Linked DNA regions of Mus musculus: region 2 is linked to region 1. Evidence: chromatin contacts called from public Hi-C data. All regions are on one chromosome and are shown on one strand. Each heading gives the region's core, a stretch centred on a gene start, on an enhancer-like site or on the middle of the called end of the contact. The rest is flanking DNA. Distances are from core to core; before and after follow the strand shown. Region 1 has its middle 25 kb from the start of Cttnbp2. Region 2 has its middle 38 kb from the start of Lsm8.

Region 1 (3,279 bases), core at 315-2,814:
ATTCCTAGATCAACAGTCCACAGATGAATAATCTAATGGCAGTGCACACTTGGGATAGAGCCACTAATAATTTTGTATAGCTAAAGTTGAGATTAACAGTAAGAGAGTCTAGAGCCCATGAGATGGCTCAGAGAGTAAGGGTAATTGTCACCAAATCTGACAAATTCAGACCTATGTGGTGGCAGAGGAGCTCTGACTACTTCAGGTTGTCCTTCTCATGGGCTTGTCCTTCTTCCCCAGTAGAAATAAATATTTAAAAATGTAAAGATAGAAGAGGCATTACATGATGGAATGTGAAGATAACATTGTGTAGAGCATTGGTTCAAATGGATGGCTAAGACTAAGCATCATTTGCCATCATATTTCTATAGAATGTGGTCCATGAAACAGCAGCATCCACATCAACCAGGTTATTGTTACAAATACAGAATCTCAGGGTCTATGAGACACACCAAGTTTGGACTTTAGTCATTTAATAAGCTCCCACAGTGAATTGCAGGCACATTAAGTTTACAAAGCATTATGATTGCATGTCCTACATGGAAAATTAGACAGTTCTCCCAAACATTAGGCATGTACTTACCCTCCAAACCCACACTACCTTAATTGCTTGCATTTCTCAGATGGCCACCAAGGGCACACAGAGAAAGGCCACCACTTAGCCAGTTCTTCAACCTGTGGACCCTGTGCTTTGAGTTCTTAGACAAAGATCTGAAGGATTTCCATCACAGGAGTGCACAAAAGATAATTATATTTGTTTATTTATTTTTTCCATTCGGGCACCACTGAGGACGTGTTATTTCTCCGTTTTCATTATCAAAACAAAACAAAACGTTTGGCAATAAACGGGTTAATTCACAACATGAAGAACTGGTTTGTTTTGTGCTGAGAGAACTCATCCTTCTTGCTGAGAAAGGCAGTTAATCAGTGTATACAAGCCTCTGATTGATGTGACCTAACTTCAAAGGATGCATGGTTTATTTCTCAATGAGAGCAGAGTGCCTACCCACTCCATGAGAAGCAGGCTGAGCAAGCGAGGGCTGGTGTGAGGCTCTGTGAAGGCCTTCTTTCATCTTTTCTTCTGCCTGCTTGGTTCTTGCAATGTAAAATGACTACAACCCTAGGCCCCCACCTTCTGAATCCAGATTCTCAGTATCTTTCAAGAACATGTCTGTGTTTATCCAATGGTGTGTCATAAATGAAGACTAGAATCTGTAAATCAAAACACTTTTCACAGCACTTAAGGAAGGTAGTAAGAAATGCTTTACTTAAGGTAGCACTGGTGCCAACGTTGAAAAGAACACTGCAGTGGTCCAGCAGTAAAGAAAAGGCATTCATTTCAACTCAGATTTCAACAAAGACAAATGAAGATTTATGCCCAAGGGGCAGCTGGGGAGGGTAATTGAATAGAAAATTACCAAGAGGGTACATCGGGGGTAGATAGTCTAAACTGACCTAACAGGATATTTGATGATGGCAGACCAAAATGAGCAGCTGTCACCTGGGGGGTAGGGTGGAGACTATCAAGGGTTATATAAAGGAAGATTCTGCTTAAACTTACTTAGCAGCATTCTTGCTAAAATTAGACCATGCAGAGGTAAATGTGAGAGACCCAAGGTAAAGTCCTAGTCCAGGGGAGCTGAGTAGTTTGGGCAGGAACAGGATCCAGGACTGTTGCCAAACTTCATGTTTCACCCCATCTCAAACCAGCAAAGAAATTTTGTCTTCAGTGTTTTAAATACATTTGTATTAGCATATTTCTGTTTTGCTCTTATACAGCCCACACAGACTGAAATCTCTACCATTCAAATCCATTTTCATGTTATTTGGTAGTTTGTTTAAAGATGGAATTGTTCTGGCCTGAGGATAATGTGTATTTCGTTTGAGAAAGTTAATCTGAAAATGACTGGTTCTGGGGGGAGGGGTGGAGTGTGAAAATGCTAAAGAGCTTCGGGAGTAAATAAAATTTACTTTATCAGGAATTGAAGGCTAAAGAACAAACTAGACTGTAAAAAAAAAAAAAAAAAAAACTCAGGTTGAGAGTGGTCTAGAAAAAGGGCTTTTCTTGCCTTGGCACTGTCTGGTTTTTCTTAAGGCTTTGGGTTTTGAGATAATGCCCTCCTCTGTAGCCCAGGCAGGCCTTGAACCCTCACATAACTTTCTCTTTATTCCTCTCAAGCACTGGAACCCATAGACTTTTATTCTTTCCTAGAGTAATCTAATCCCCAGGTTACCTAAGAACTCAACCTCTGCTTAAATTCCTGGCTAACAGGCCAGTTTTAAGAAATATCAGCAAGATTACTACCTCATGGCTCACAAGATTTATAGTTTATACTGTCCAGGAAACAACTACTCTTTACACAATAAAACCAGCCAGGCATGGTGTACACCTGTAACTCAGGAGGAAGAGAAGGCAGAAGATCAGTAGTTCAAGGCTAGCCTTGGCTACATAGTATGTTGAAGACAACCATGAGCTACTTAAGATTCAGACTAAAACACAACAACAAAAATCACAATAAAGTCAATAATCTGTATGATATAACTAAATATAATAGTTCAAATGAAATGTTTTCTACCTTGTAAGTGATGTTAAAATATCAGTATATATAACGGGTTACCATAAAGCACACTTGAGTTTGCTTTAAGGGTTGAGTACCATTATTGTAAAGCCACAATTCACATTACAGTCTTTAAAACCTCCCCTATGTTTTTAAAACACAGCCACTATGTTGTTACATTTATGTACATACAGTCCATATTTTTATTTGTTGATTATTTTGTTGGGTTTGTTTGGTTTAAGAAAGACTCTTGTGTAGCCCAGGCTAGCCTCTCAGGATGAACTTGAACTTATGATCACCCTGCCTCCATCTCCCAGTGCTAGAAGGACAGGTCTGGGTTTTCACCACACACATGTCCTGTGGTGCTGGGAATTCATTTTGGGGCTTTGTGGTACTGGGATAAAAACAGGCATATGCACCAATAGAACAAAATAGAGGGCCTACATATAAAACTGTATAGCTATAACTATCTAATTTTTGGCAAGTGTGCTAAAAATATACTTTGGAAGAAAAATAACCTCAATAAATGGAGTTAGAAAAACTGAATAGTGTGTACAGAATGAAATATGATCCCTATCTGTAATGGTTTGTACATGCACAGCCCAGGGAGTAGAACTCTTAGAAGGTGTGACCCTGCTGGAATAGGTGTGTCACTGTGGGCTTGGGCTATAAGACCTTCATCCTAACTACCTGCAAGTGAGTATTCTGCTAGCAGCCTTCA
Region 2 (3,279 bases), core at 549-3,048, 270 kb before region 1:
TAGTCCCAGGGAACTGTGGGGGTACTGGTTAGTTCATATTGTTGTTCCTCCTATGGGTCTTCAAATCTTTTTAGCTCCTTGGCTACTTTCTCTAGCTCCTTCACTGGGGACCCTGTGCTCCATCCAATGGATGGCTATGAGCATCCACTTCTGTATTTGTCAGGCACTGGCAGAGCTTCTCAGGAGACAGCTATAGCAGGCTCCTGTCAGCAAGCTTTTGTTGGCATCTGAAATAGTGTCTGGCTTTGGTGGTTGTGTGTCCTGGATTTCCTAGCTGTTTTGAGTTAGGATCATTTTGGATTTTGCATTTTCTTTGATTGTTATGTCAATGTTTTCTATGGAATCTTCTACACCTGAAATCTTCCATCTTTTGTATTCTGTTGGTGATGATTGCATCTATGGCTCCTGATATCTTTCTTAGGATTTCTATCTCTAGTGTTGTCTCCCTTTGTGATTTCTTTATTGTTCCTATTTCCATTTTTAGATCCTGAATGGATTTTTCAATTCCTTCATCTGTTTAGTTGTTTTTTTGTTTGTCTGTTTGGTTTTGTTTTTTGGTTTTTTGTTTGTTTGTTTGTTTGTTTGTTTTGTAATTCTTTAAGGGATTTTTGTGTTTCTTTTTTAAGGGCTTCTACCTGTTTAGCTGAGTTCTCCTGTATTTCTTTAGAGGAGTTATTAATGTCCTTCTTAAAATCCTCTACCAGCATCATGAGATATGATTTTAAATCTGAATCTTGTTTTTCCGGTGTGTTGGAGTATCCAGGACTTGCTGTAGTGGGAATACTGGGTTCTGATGTTGCCAAGTAGTCTTGGTTTCTGTTGGTAAGATTTTTGCATTTGCCTTTTGCTACCTGGTAATCTCTGGTGTTAGATGTTCTTGTCTCTGGCTGGAGTTTGTTCCTCCTGTGAGTCTGTAAGCCTGTGTCAGCACTCCTGGGAGACCAGCTCTCTCCTGGCAAGACCAGTGAGTGCACAGAGGGCCACAAAACAGCCCCACCTCTTGGGTATAGATGTAGGCCCTAGGACCATGTCCCAGCTGCTCTGCCGCTTCTGCAGCCTGTGAGCTCCTGAATGTACTAGCCTTAGAGAGTCACTGGAAAGAAAATGGTGACCTCACCTGAGTCCCAGGGTCAGACACTTCCTATAAGCAAGCTCTCCTCTGGCAGGGAAGATGCACCAAGGGCTGAGGGGACCCTGTCCCATCTGCTCTGTTGCTTCTGTGGCCTGTATGCTCCTGAGTGGAGCCGCATAGTCAACTACAGTCCTTTGCTCACCTCAGCTCCACCCATGATGGTGTCAACTCTGAATACTTTAGAAATTTTTCCTGTAAGATGTCTAACCATACTGTTCTCTCCACTTTGCCTGTCTGTATCTTTCCTGTGGTCTTTTCCATATTTTCCTCAAATAGCATCTTTTCAATGATGTCATCTTTACCCACTCAATCTAAAGCATGGAATTTTATACATTATAGCTCCCACACCCCACAAAAGCCCTTTACACCCTGGCAGCCACCCCTAGAGGTGAATCCAAAACTCTCCATTATTTTCTTCAGGAATGTTTCTTCAGTGTTCTTATCTTTCACTAATTTCTGTCTCCTTGTTTGTCTAGAATGCAGCTACCAGGTGAGCCTTAGATTCTCATAACCATAGGATCTACACGATGACTGAAAGTTTGACATTAAATTGCCATCTTGCAGTTTCAGTAGAAGAGTGTACTTACAGTTAGAGGATTGGATACATGCCTCTGTGTACAAATTTCATGGGAGTTAAGTCTTTTGTTATTTGGAAAACAGGCTGAAGGGCATGAGTCATTCTGTGTGGACTATTCTTGCAATGAAGGCCATCAATCTTTCAATAGATAGAGGAGATTGAGAATGCAATATTTTTCTTTAAGATAGCTAAAATCGAGCTTTGGCAGAACATTATTCTCTTATGAAAGTAGATAGTTGTATTTGTGTGTGTGTGTTTGGGCTTTAAATATACTTGATAATCTGAGGTCTGACATCTGACACCTACCCTGCAAATATTTCCATTGTTCAACTGGTAGAACAAGTTCCTATGCAAATTTTTTGGAGGACTTTCAGTTGATGTGCAGTCAGGCTTGGTTTCATATCTGAAATCACTTAAATGTATTTGAAGAACTATATCAAAATATTTAGTCCCTTTCACAATTTATACGTCTTTTTTTTTCCCCAAAAAGTGAATAATAGTTCCCTGGAGTAAATCACAAAGGCTGAAATGTGGTAGAATTGGAACCAAAGGCAATGGGAAGCTCGACAATACAGATAGGTTCACAGCTACAGGAGTCTGCTCTGCTGCTCTTTCCCACAAGGTACTTTAGGAAAATATCTACAAGAGACCAAAGTTCCCCACTAAATATTCTGCACTAGTTCTAGCATGCAGATAGATATAAGCCCAGAAGTTTGCTGTGTAGCTCAGCAACAACTTAGTTAGCTGGTAAACAAGTTAAAGCACTTAGAACCAGATACTCTGCTCAGAAAAATATCCCCAAAGTCAATATTGTGGAAAAGTTCCCTTTTACACATGTGCATCATATAACCCAGAGTTGTTCTAGTTTGTTGCACACTTCCCAAGAAGATGTCCTACTTTCATATGTTCACCTAGCTAGCAAATTGAGATAACTTGTTGTCTTGGCTTGTTGTTTATAAGCAAGTAGAAGTTCTGGGACAGCCTCCAAGAATAAGTATTACCACACTCAAGATGCTGATAAAGACACTTGGCTTGGATGCCTTACAGAGTCTGCAGTTGCCATTGGCTTATCAAACAATATTTGTCTTCTCTATTTGTGCCTTTGCCCAACTCACTTGAAAGTGGCATCTAAGCATTAAGATTCAACTCATGAAGAAGATAGGGATAATTGTATTAATCACGTCTGCAAGATTTTATTCTCCAGGAATCTTTTAAAAATAAATTTAAAGTTCTAGATAACTGTTATAGTTGAAAAAAGTACAGAATACCCGAGATATAGTTCACAGAACACAAAAAAGTCAACAACATGAAGCACCCAAGTGAGGACACCTTAGTCCCACTTGGGGGAGAGAAGAAAGCAATCACAAGTGAAGTGGGGAGGGAGGGAGAGAGGGAAGGAGGGAGAGGGAGGGAGGGAGAGGGAGGGAGGGAAGGGAACTAGATGGGAAGGGAGAGTGTGGGGGGGGGAGGGAAGGGGAACCTGATCTGGTATTGGGTAAGGGAAAAGTACTGAAGCCCTGAGGGCCAGCAGAAAGAATGGAAACAGGCAACCTCAGGAGATAGGAGGTTG

Evidence for each region. Hi-C and Micro-C count contacts between places; a contact is called where the count stands out from the background.
Region 2: a contact with region 1 is called in a Hi-C map of epidermal suprabasal cells, with 3 times the contacts expected there. The contact joins two enhancer-like sites. A contact is called at or near these places in 4 of 484 Hi-C or Micro-C datasets (the HPC-7 cell line, embryonic stem cells, epidermal suprabasal cells and 1 more).

Annotation. Positions count from the first base shown.
Region 1 is chr6:18,538,321-18,541,599 of GRCm38.p6, reverse strand. No RefSeq gene overlaps it. Among named protein-coding and RNA genes, the nearest start is that of Cttnbp2, 25 kb to the right of the region's middle. Within about 2 kb of position 1,564, at least 7 of the 459 cell types and tissues checked have an H3K27ac peak or open chromatin away from gene starts, as enhancers often do. A contact at or near this core is called in epidermal suprabasal cells, where this site is marked.
Region 2 is chr6:18,809,175-18,812,453 of GRCm38.p6, reverse strand. No RefSeq gene overlaps it. Among named protein-coding and RNA genes, the nearest start is that of Lsm8, 38 kb to the left of the region's middle. Within about 2 kb of position 1,798, at least 6 of the 459 cell types and tissues checked have an H3K27ac peak or open chromatin away from gene starts, as enhancers often do. A contact at or near this core is called in epidermal suprabasal cells, where this site is marked.